Linked DNA regions of Capsicum annuum: region 2 is linked to region 1. The links are chromatin contacts, called in public Hi-C maps. All regions are on one chromosome and are shown on one strand. The core of a region is the stretch at or near the end of the contact, and the rest is flanking DNA. Distances in the headings are between cores, read along the strand shown. Region 1 holds the start of LOC107867739 (small RNA degrading nuclease 5). Region 2 holds the start of LOC107867738 (ribosome maturation protein SBDS).

What was found. Hi-C and Micro-C count contacts between places; a contact is called where the count stands out from the background.
Region 2: a Hi-C map of leaf shows a contact between it and region 1, with 2.4 times the contacts expected there. The contact joins the promoter of LOC107867738 here to the promoter of LOC107867739 in region 1. A contact is called at or near these places in 3 of 5 Hi-C or Micro-C datasets (leaf, pericarp and placenta).

What each region holds. Positions count from the first base shown.
Region 1 is chr4:171,498,644-171,503,259 of UCD10Xv1.1, reverse strand. It overlaps LOC107867739 (small RNA degrading nuclease 5), which reads left to right and starts at 3,090. Exons shown (of 10, transcript XM_047410858.1): 1 at 3,090-3,267; 2 at 4,169-4,225; 3 at 4,316-4,381. The coding sequence starts at 3,190.
Region 2 is chr4:171,642,955-171,648,160 of UCD10Xv1.1, reverse strand. LOC107867738 (ribosome maturation protein SBDS) reads right to left here and starts at 2,912. Exons shown (of 6, transcript XM_016714117.2): 1 at 2,596-2,912; 2 at 1,209-1,338; 3 at 1-109. The coding sequence starts at 2,729.

The DNA of each region.
Region 1 (4,616 bases), core at 1,841-4,340:
CTCCTTATTTGAAAGCGAGGAATAGTTATTGTTGTTAACGTTGGGTATGTGGAGGATATAAATAAGTGAATTTAATCTCCTATATCGTTTTACTTTTTATTTGTTGAAACTAAATAAAGAAAGAAATCATAAAATTAGGATAATACATTTTTTCTTAAGGTAAAAATAAAAAAGTTATTAAAAGGACCATTTTCCTGTAGATAGCTAAAGAAGAGGAAAATGAAAGAAAATTTGAGAAATTATCTCATTTAGCTTTATTTTAGCATTTGTGCCAAACCAATTAATGGAATAAATTATGAATATTGTTGTCGACCTCCTTATTTGGAAGCAAGAAATAGTTATTGTTGTTAACGTTGTGTATGTGGAGGATATAATTTCTTAAGGTAAAAATAAAAAAGTTATTAAAAGGACCATTTTCCTGTAGATAGCTAAAGAAGAGGAAAATTAAAGGAAATTTGAGAAATTATCTCATTTAGCTTTATTTTAGCATTTGTGCCAAACCAATTAATGGAATAAATTATGAATATTGTTTTCGACCTCCTTATTTGGAAGCAAGGAATAGTTATTGTTGTTAACGTTGTGTATGTGGAGGATATAAATAAGTGAATTTAATCTCCTATATCGTTTTACTTTTTATTTGTTGAAACTAAATAAAGAAAGAAATCATAAAATTAGGATGATACATTTTTTCTTAATCGAAAATGTTTACTAATTTTAATATATGACAAATACATTTAATTTTCATTTATTTAGAATATACATCTTATTCCTTTATTTATAATTTTACCATAATTCTTAATTATTCACCATATAAATACCCATATTTAATATTAAAACTTATATTATTACTAAGGCTATTTATTAGATAGATTGGATGGATAATTACTTTTAACGGTTTTTCTTATCATTTATCAGCTTTTAAATGTATTAATCCGCTAGCCAACAAAAAGATATTGGTTGGTTTGGTATCAACTTAATAATTATCGGGCGGATAAAGGATGATGTAACAATTAACTTCACTATATCTTTTTCAATGAATTTAGCCACATTAGAAAGAAAAATTAAAAATTACACAAATGCACAACTTATGTTTCTAATATTACAAAAAATCTCAACTCTCTAAACATATTACAAAAATCCCAATATATACACAAATGTTATGTATATATCGGCTATGTTATGTATATTAATAGGGAGAGAGAGTAAAGTAATTAAAAAAATGGGAGTGAGTATAATTAGGATTTGATATTTATGTTATTTATAACTTTTTCATTGAGCTAAATGCATTGAGGCAGTGACAACGAAGTTGTCTGGATAGAAACTATTCACGCACGGTGAACAAAAACTTTGTTAAATGTTGACGACTTGTCGAAGAACATACTGAAAAGATGATCCTGTTGTGAAGAAAATATTCAGCAGTTTGGCTTAGGGTTTTTTTCACTGCCTAGGGTTGTTTTCCAATCTAAGAATTAAAAACTAAGAAGTGAATAATTGATTATTGAATGGGACTGTAGGCTAAGACTTTCCACATTAACTTTACATTTTTAGAATTTACAACGTATATTTCATAGACTTAAGGATAAAAGTACAACTTTATAACGGGTTAATCATTTATCCTATAAGGGGTTGTTTGATTGGGAACGTAGATATACTGAGATTAGTTATACTGTGATAAGTCATGATAGAATGAGTTATATTGGTACTAGTTATACTGGGATTATTTTTTACTGAGTGTTTGGTTTGTTGTATTTAAAGTAATATGCATGATATAATTTTTAGGAATAAATTAATTGATTATCAAAATACCCTCCATCTTATTTAATTTTTTTTAATATATATTTCTTTTCAAGCTTAAATATTTATTCTTAAAAATAAAACTTTCATCTTATTTAGCTTAATTTTTGTTGTGTGTGCGCATTTTCATGATTATATCGCGTGTATTTTAAAAATAAAATTTTTATCTTATTTAGCTTTAATTTTTTTGCGTGTGCCTTCCCATAATTATGCCATATGTGTTTAAAATAAATCCTACTACATCTTATTTAGTATGAAATAAAAACTTCCAACTTAAATTCGTTAAAGTAAAAGAGAATTTGTTGTTCATGACTTCATTTAAACACATATCACTCATATAACATAGCATATTAAAATTCATTTTAACTAATATATACAATATCAATTTTCAAGTGATTAAAAAACTATTTAATTTAGGAAGGTCTGGAGGACGCGAATTACGGCAGAGGATTAGGTCCAGTTTGGGTCGCTAGGGTAGGGAATTACTTGGTGGGGGTTTTATTCCTGTTATGATTCCGTGTTCCATGTTCCGTGTTCCATGTTTATTACGAATCTGTGTGCTTTCTTCTGCTTTCCTCTGTTTTATATTACTTTGGGTGCCGTATTTATGTTATGTAATCTGCTTCTGTACTTTACTATGTGTTTGTGTGTGATATCTCGTGCCTTGAGCCGGGGGTCTATCGGAAACAGCCTTTCTACTTCATCAAAGGTAGAGGTATGGACTGCGTACATCTTACCCCCCAGACTCCACTAGATGGGAATACACTGGGTTTATTGTTGTTGTTGTTCAATAATGCAGTCGATATTTTTATTATTTTTTAGAGAAATTAAAATATATAAATTAACATAGTAATTATTTAAATAAATTTAACGTATAATATATTCATAAATAAAATATATATATGTGTGAAATGAATATCATAAGATTTGAGGATATTTTTGTCCTTTTATAAATTTATCCGAAGGAGAAATTATGGTGGAATAACTATTCCACCAATTGAGTGGATAATTTATCCTGATATTAATTATTAATTCAAAAATAAATTATCCAAATATTATCAACCAAACAAGCATTTAAAAAAATGACCCCTAAGAGAATTAAGTAATTCATTCTACACTATAACCCTCAACTATAAAATTTTAAATTATTACTCCATATCAATAACAAAAATTAAATATAATAAGAATCAGAATCAAAATCAAAATTTAATATTAGCCAGCAAAAAATGCTATTATCAATCAAAAGATTTACTATGACAAACATTTGAAAACCTTCATGTAAAAAAAAAAAAAAAAAAAAAGAGAAGAAAAGAATATAAGAAGGGTCCGACCCTAACAACATGCCTTCCCCTATGTGCCTTTTTTCTGTTCGGTGACTGACTATTTAGTAACGACATGAGTTTGGAGAACAGTAAAACTGAAAACTCTGACGAACACAAAGCCAAATCCTTCTTTGATGTTTATGGCCCTGAGGTCCCTTTCCTATAATATTGCTTTTTCATCTTATGTATATGTTTTTTTTTTTTTTTTTTCAAAAAAACTTCTTTAATGGAGTACCAAAGCTCTGCTTTTGTATATCATGAATGTGAATTTATTTTGCTTATTAGTGGATGTGGGTATCCTTATAAAGTTCTTAAATAGTTATAGCACAGCTTTTCTGGATTTTTTTTTTTGTTATTGTTGTTGGGTTTCACGAGTAACATGGATTTCTTTGTGGAGCTTTTGAGTGGAGTTAGTTTAATTGGGTTGTATTGGATGGAGTTTTAATTGGTTAACTTGAAGAAAAGAGGAGATTGTTGCTAAATGAAAATTTAGTATGATGAGGATATATTGTTTTAATTGTGAGTTCAATGGAGAGTGGTTATAAAGGCATTAATTTTGAAAATTAATTAATCATGATAGAAACCCCAAAACAACAACATAGCCAGTGTAATTCCATAAGTGGGGTTTGGGGAGGGCAGTGTATAAAAGAGACAAGGCTAAAAGGGGGAAAATAAAGCAGCTTTTGTAACCGATAAAAGAAATATCTTTCGTGATTTGTAGATTGAGTTCATTTAAGTGAGTAATTTTAACTTGCTCACCCAAAGAGGAGGAGTGCTATTGAAGAAATTAAGATTCGTATTATTGAAAAATTTGGAACGCCGTGGTGACATACTATTCCTGTTGTCAGCGTCATTTTCTATTTGGTGTTTGCTTGGTATTTTTCTTCTGTTTTTGTTTGGGAGACAATGGTCATGTTGTTAATTTTCCAGATAGTTGTGTCTGATCCATTGTTATTTATCATTGTGAAAGAGAAATTATTATGCATGTTGGTTGAACTTTTTAATGTCTGTGTGATTGTTATACAAGGTTTGAATTTTTGATTGTGGTGTAGGCGCGAGCAGATATTGTTTTCAACAAACCAGAAGCCAACTCAACCTTGAATCTTCAAGTATGTTTAATAACATACTGATCGAGGTTATTTTTTCTTATTTTACAAGAGGTTAGAACTTGATTTATCATGCTTAATGTGATAATACAGGACGTGCAAGGACTTGTCACCTGGGTGCTTGCTGATGGGTTCATGCCATCATGGGTTTTTATCAAAGTAATGTATTTCATTCCTTTCTTTGCATGTTATCCACGCAGGCATGTATAACTGTATCAGACGCACAAACGTCTCACTTTTTTGGAATACGTTGAGGAAAATCTGGTGAGGACAGATTGAGCTGTCCTTACCTTGAGGTTTCTCATATCAATCTGGTCCATTTCAAGGATTGCTTACTGGATTATTTATATATTTGATAGTGTATAAATAACACATGCAACAATAATTGTTTGCT
Region 2 (5,206 bases), core at 1,663-4,162, 150 kb before region 1:
CAGGATTGATCGTCTTCTGCATAACTATGGTAGCAATATCCCTGAATTGACTTGACAACTGTGATTCCCTCTCCTTCCCTGCAACTTGCAGCTCTCCTTTGTCCAAAATCTAAAATACAGAAAATTATCTTTTACATAATACATCACTCTCATGTATTCCTAAAAAGAATAAAGAGTTGAAGAAGAGATGATGGTAGAGGGAAACATGGAATACCACTTAGTGGCACTTAAATAAGCTGCTTCCTTTGCTGGTAAGCTAAAACAATTTTGTTGGGCCAGTGCTTGAGTTATCAACTTATGAAAGTGTTAAACGTGATTAAAGCCACTACACCATAGGCTTTTGGAGGTCCTTTTGTACCCTATGCATCACAAGTTCTGAAGGCCGTTTCATGATGATTAGCTTACATGAGTAAATACTTACTCCGAATATTAACTCTTAACAGGCAAAACTGGATTAAAACAAATAGCTTTCCATCTTATTGATTCAGAAAGGCGGAATTGGATTAAAACAAGAAGTGAAAATATCTAAAATATTGCCCAAACTATCCAAAAATATAAACTAAACCAATTCCCCGGACATTACTTTCCAGAATCATCATACTCATAGATATGCCAGATAAGAATAAAAAGTGTAACACACTAATTTTAAGCAGAGTCATGCTTGTAAATAGCATATGCATATAACTACAACAACAACAATATACACAGTGTATTCCCACATAGTGGGTCTGGGGAGGGTAGAGTGTACACAGACCATACCACTACCTTAGGTGAAGTAGAGAGGTTGTTTCCGATAGACCCCCGGCTCAGGACAGATAACAGTATAACAAACACAAAACATAAATGCATATAAACTAATACAGTATGCAAAATAAACTAACACTGCTAGATAATACAGGAAACAATACAGCCACCAGATAATACCATAAACTATGTATTCGAAATCATAGACATCACTCAAACACCACGAACAAGAAACTCCAAACACAAACAAAGAAAATCTCATATGCATATAACTATGAGAAAAAATAGGAAACAGGAACTCATACAACCATAGAAAACCTCATAAAGAGAATGAAACCAAAAAGGTTAGAAGTAAAACGCCAACACGTTTGAACAACTTCAAATGCTTTCAGTACCTTCTGCAGTATGATTCAAGTAAAAACCTTCATCGAATGCTTTTCAAAAGGGGGAGGGGGGATGCTCACCTCCAGACAGATTTTGGTCTGATCATCAGTTCCAAAAGCCTTTGTCAAATCTTTAGACTTTGCAAGCACACCCTTTGACACATTCGAGTAAACAGTATGTGACTGCAACACTTCATCCACATCTTTCTCTCTACACCACAAAAAAATAATTCCATCAACCTATCTTCTAACAATACTGAGGATGTGTTTGGTTATGGAGGAAAACAAGCTCCTTAAAAATGAGAAAAATGACTTCCTTAATGGAAGTAGGGAAAACAAGTTTAATAAGTGGAATTCTATGTTTATTCATAATTGTATCCTCCTCACCCAGGAACCCATCCAACACCCCTGACCCCTTAACCGTCCCACCCCCAAGGCCCAAGGCCCCAGCCCTCCCACCCCTATATTGTTTTACTAGATTACACAGGAATGTTCTTGTAATAACTCTTTTTTGCTTTCTTACCAAAACTAGAAAATAAGTAAGAAACCAACTTGTTTTTCAAGAAAACATTTTCAATATAAAACATTCTCCTTCATACCAAACACACCCTTAATCTGTCTACCAATGACGGAACCACGATTTTCACTGAGTGGGTTCAAAATACGAACTAGTAAACACGCAAATAAAGCCAAAGGAGTTCAACATCTACTACATAGCACATACATACACGAAAAAATAATTTTAACCATGCATAAATCATGTAAACTCTTTTGATAATCGTGTTGTCCGGGCTAGCTTTCGGGCAACTCAACTAAATCCAACTGATACTTGTGTACCTCCCACCTGCAATAACAGATATCACATAACTGAGTCCACCAAGGCTAGGGTAGATGGGAAGAATCACCTAATGTTTTTTTATCTATGCTAGGCTTCAAACCTGAGACCACATATCCTCAAACCACTACATTGATCACTAAGTCACACCCTTGGGTGCAATAAATAGTGCAATTTTCAATCCAACAATTTTTTTTGCTTAACCTAAATTTTTACTTGAATCCCTTTTTGCACTAGTCTAATTCGTTTCTAAATATTAAAAAGAATTCCACCAGCCTATCTTTTAACAATACTTAGTCCGTCTACTAGCAAGGAGCCAGGATTTTCACTAAATTGGTTCAAAATACGAACAAGTAAATGCATAAATGAAGCCAAAGGGATCGACTCAACTATATATATATATATATATATATATATATATATATATATATATATATATATATATATATATAATGAAAATAATTGTAAGCATGTACAAAAAGCGTAATTTTCAATCCAACATTTTTGAACTTAACCTAAATCTTTTTTTACACTAATCTAATTAGTTTCTAAAAATACAAACTTCATACTAGAAAGTATTGCTCGACAAGAATGGAATGAATGGAAAGGAGAAAAGAAAGAAGGAAAACTTACACGCCAGAACGCCAAGAGAGGACCTTATTCTTATAACAAGCAATTTCGAAACGGTTACCATGCTTCTTAAGACGAACAACTGCAACATTAGTAAGTCTCTTTTGCCCTATCGGCTGCACCAGCGTCTTCGACATCACAGATTCTCGTCTCTGTTTCTGGTAGGTTCGACAGACGGGTTATGTTTTATGGGAAAACAAAAGGCGAACAGCGGCAGCGGAAAGAAAAGACAAGGACCAAGTTAATTTCCCCAATTTCGCATGTGTACTCATGCAACAGTTCAATGGGATACTACTATTTTTTATTCCTTTTTCTTTTTTGTTTTAAAAGATAGGCAGGCGTTTGCCCTTTGTTCATTCTGAAAATAGTACTACTAGTATCAAGACCCGTTTGGTCATGAAAACTTTTTCCCTTTTTTTGAAAAAAAAAAAATTAAAATTGAAAATTATGGTGTTTGATCATAAAAATTTTAAAAATAATTCTTAAAAAAAAAATCTGAAAAGTGAAAATAGGTTTTTGATGTTTTAGTAATTTTTCAACACCAATTTCAATTTTTATTATTATTACATCGGAAAAGACTCAAATATGTCACTGGACTATCAAAAATAACTCATTTATGTCATCCTTTAAATGTTGGACTCATTCATGCCATCGCCGTAACAAAATTGATCCATCCATGTCATTACTTTTAACAACCAATTTTTAGAAAACAACTTTGTCACGTGGCAGCATATTAGAGGTTCACGTCATTTTTTAATTTTTTAAAATTTTAAAAAAAAAATTATCCATTAAAAAGAATCCACATAATTTTTTGATCCATTAAAAATTAGTTTGATTTATGACGATTACGTTAATAGTAGAGTCAAAATTTTCATTAAAAGATTTTAAAATAACATAAAAATATATATGAACAAATCAATGAACATATATTAATTTATTTTATTCTCCCACACAAATATATACTCCCATGTTATCTAACTTATCAAAAATATATTAGATTTACTTTTGTTTTTATATATGTCAACTGGCCTTAGATTATATTATACAAATTCCATGTCATCTTCATTTTATTCTTTCTTCTTAGATATTTTATTTCATTAAAGAGAAAAGAACAATAAAATTTTAGAATTAATCAATTCATTGAATTAAGTATATAATGAAATGATAAAGACTATACATACATAATACTTGTGAGTTGTAACTTGCATGCATGGCTTATATATTATTTTTATTCAATTTCTAATTAGGATTGGACCACTTAAAATTAATTATATAAGGATATAAAATTATGACGTCTCACCAATTTTTATGTAACTATATCATTAAATCAAATTGTAATTTAAGAAAAACATAATTGTAGTTTAGACAAATATTCTACCTCCAATGATTAATGTTGATTGTCAAATAATTATCTTAATATATGATTGTGTCAAAACATTAAATGAAATATTAAAAAAGATGAAAGGGAGCAGTATAATAAGTGTTTGAGAGAACAATATTCCACGTGAAAAGTAAAAAAGAAATGAAATTATTTATAAAATGTCGGATATTTAAGGTCTCTTGAAAAAAAAATGTCAATTTGGTTCAAAGCGAATGATATCATACAATATTAAAAGTATTTTATGGTAATTAAATAGCACAATAATTGATATCAACACCACTGTATTGAAATTTTTGCAGGATGGGTATGAGGATGATAGAGTGACGGCATGAGACGTATTGTCTTTGCTTGTCTATGGATCAATTTACTATATTTGACCACAATTTTAAGCCGCAAACAATCCAAAAAAAAAGTCGATGAGTTTGGTAACTATAAATACTCGGATGATATGAGGCGATACACAAATAATCTCAAAATTAACTCACTAACAGTAATTAATCAAGTAAAACTTAGTTCAAAGGGAGATGATCATATTATTGATCTGTATTGTGAACAGAGTCACAAGTGAAAGCCAAAAAAGGAAAAAAAAAAACCATTGATATGGGGCAATATACAAATAATCTCAAATTTTAAAAGTATAGATTAAACTAATTTTTAATGGATCAAAAAATTGTGTGGATTCTTTTTAATGCATCAAAAAAAAAGTTAAAAAAAAAATTTTAAAAAAATAAAAAATAATAAAAAATGACGTGAACCTCTAATATGCTGCCACGTGGCAAAGCTATTTTCTAAAAATCGGTTGTTAAAAGTAATGGCATGGATGAGCTAGTTTTGTAACGGCAATGGCACGAATGAGCCCTACTTTTAACGGATGACATAAATGAGTCATTTCTGATAGTTCAGTGGCATATTTGAGTCTTTTCCCTTATTACATATAACCTCAATCTTTTAAATTTTTACATAAAACTCTCCTTATAATATTACTTTTTCAATATTACGTATATAGCAGTTTTAAAGAATAAGATAGTTATAATTTCAAACTTAATGTTATCCGAACTAATATATATCTCTTTTTGTCTCTCATCATTATTTTTCTCCCTTATTTAAGACATTATTTTACTGTTAATGATCCTAATTACTATATAATAATAATAATAATAATAATAATAATAATTTTTCTATTGTGATACGGACGTTTAAGGAATTATAGTCATGTAATTAATAATGGATAAT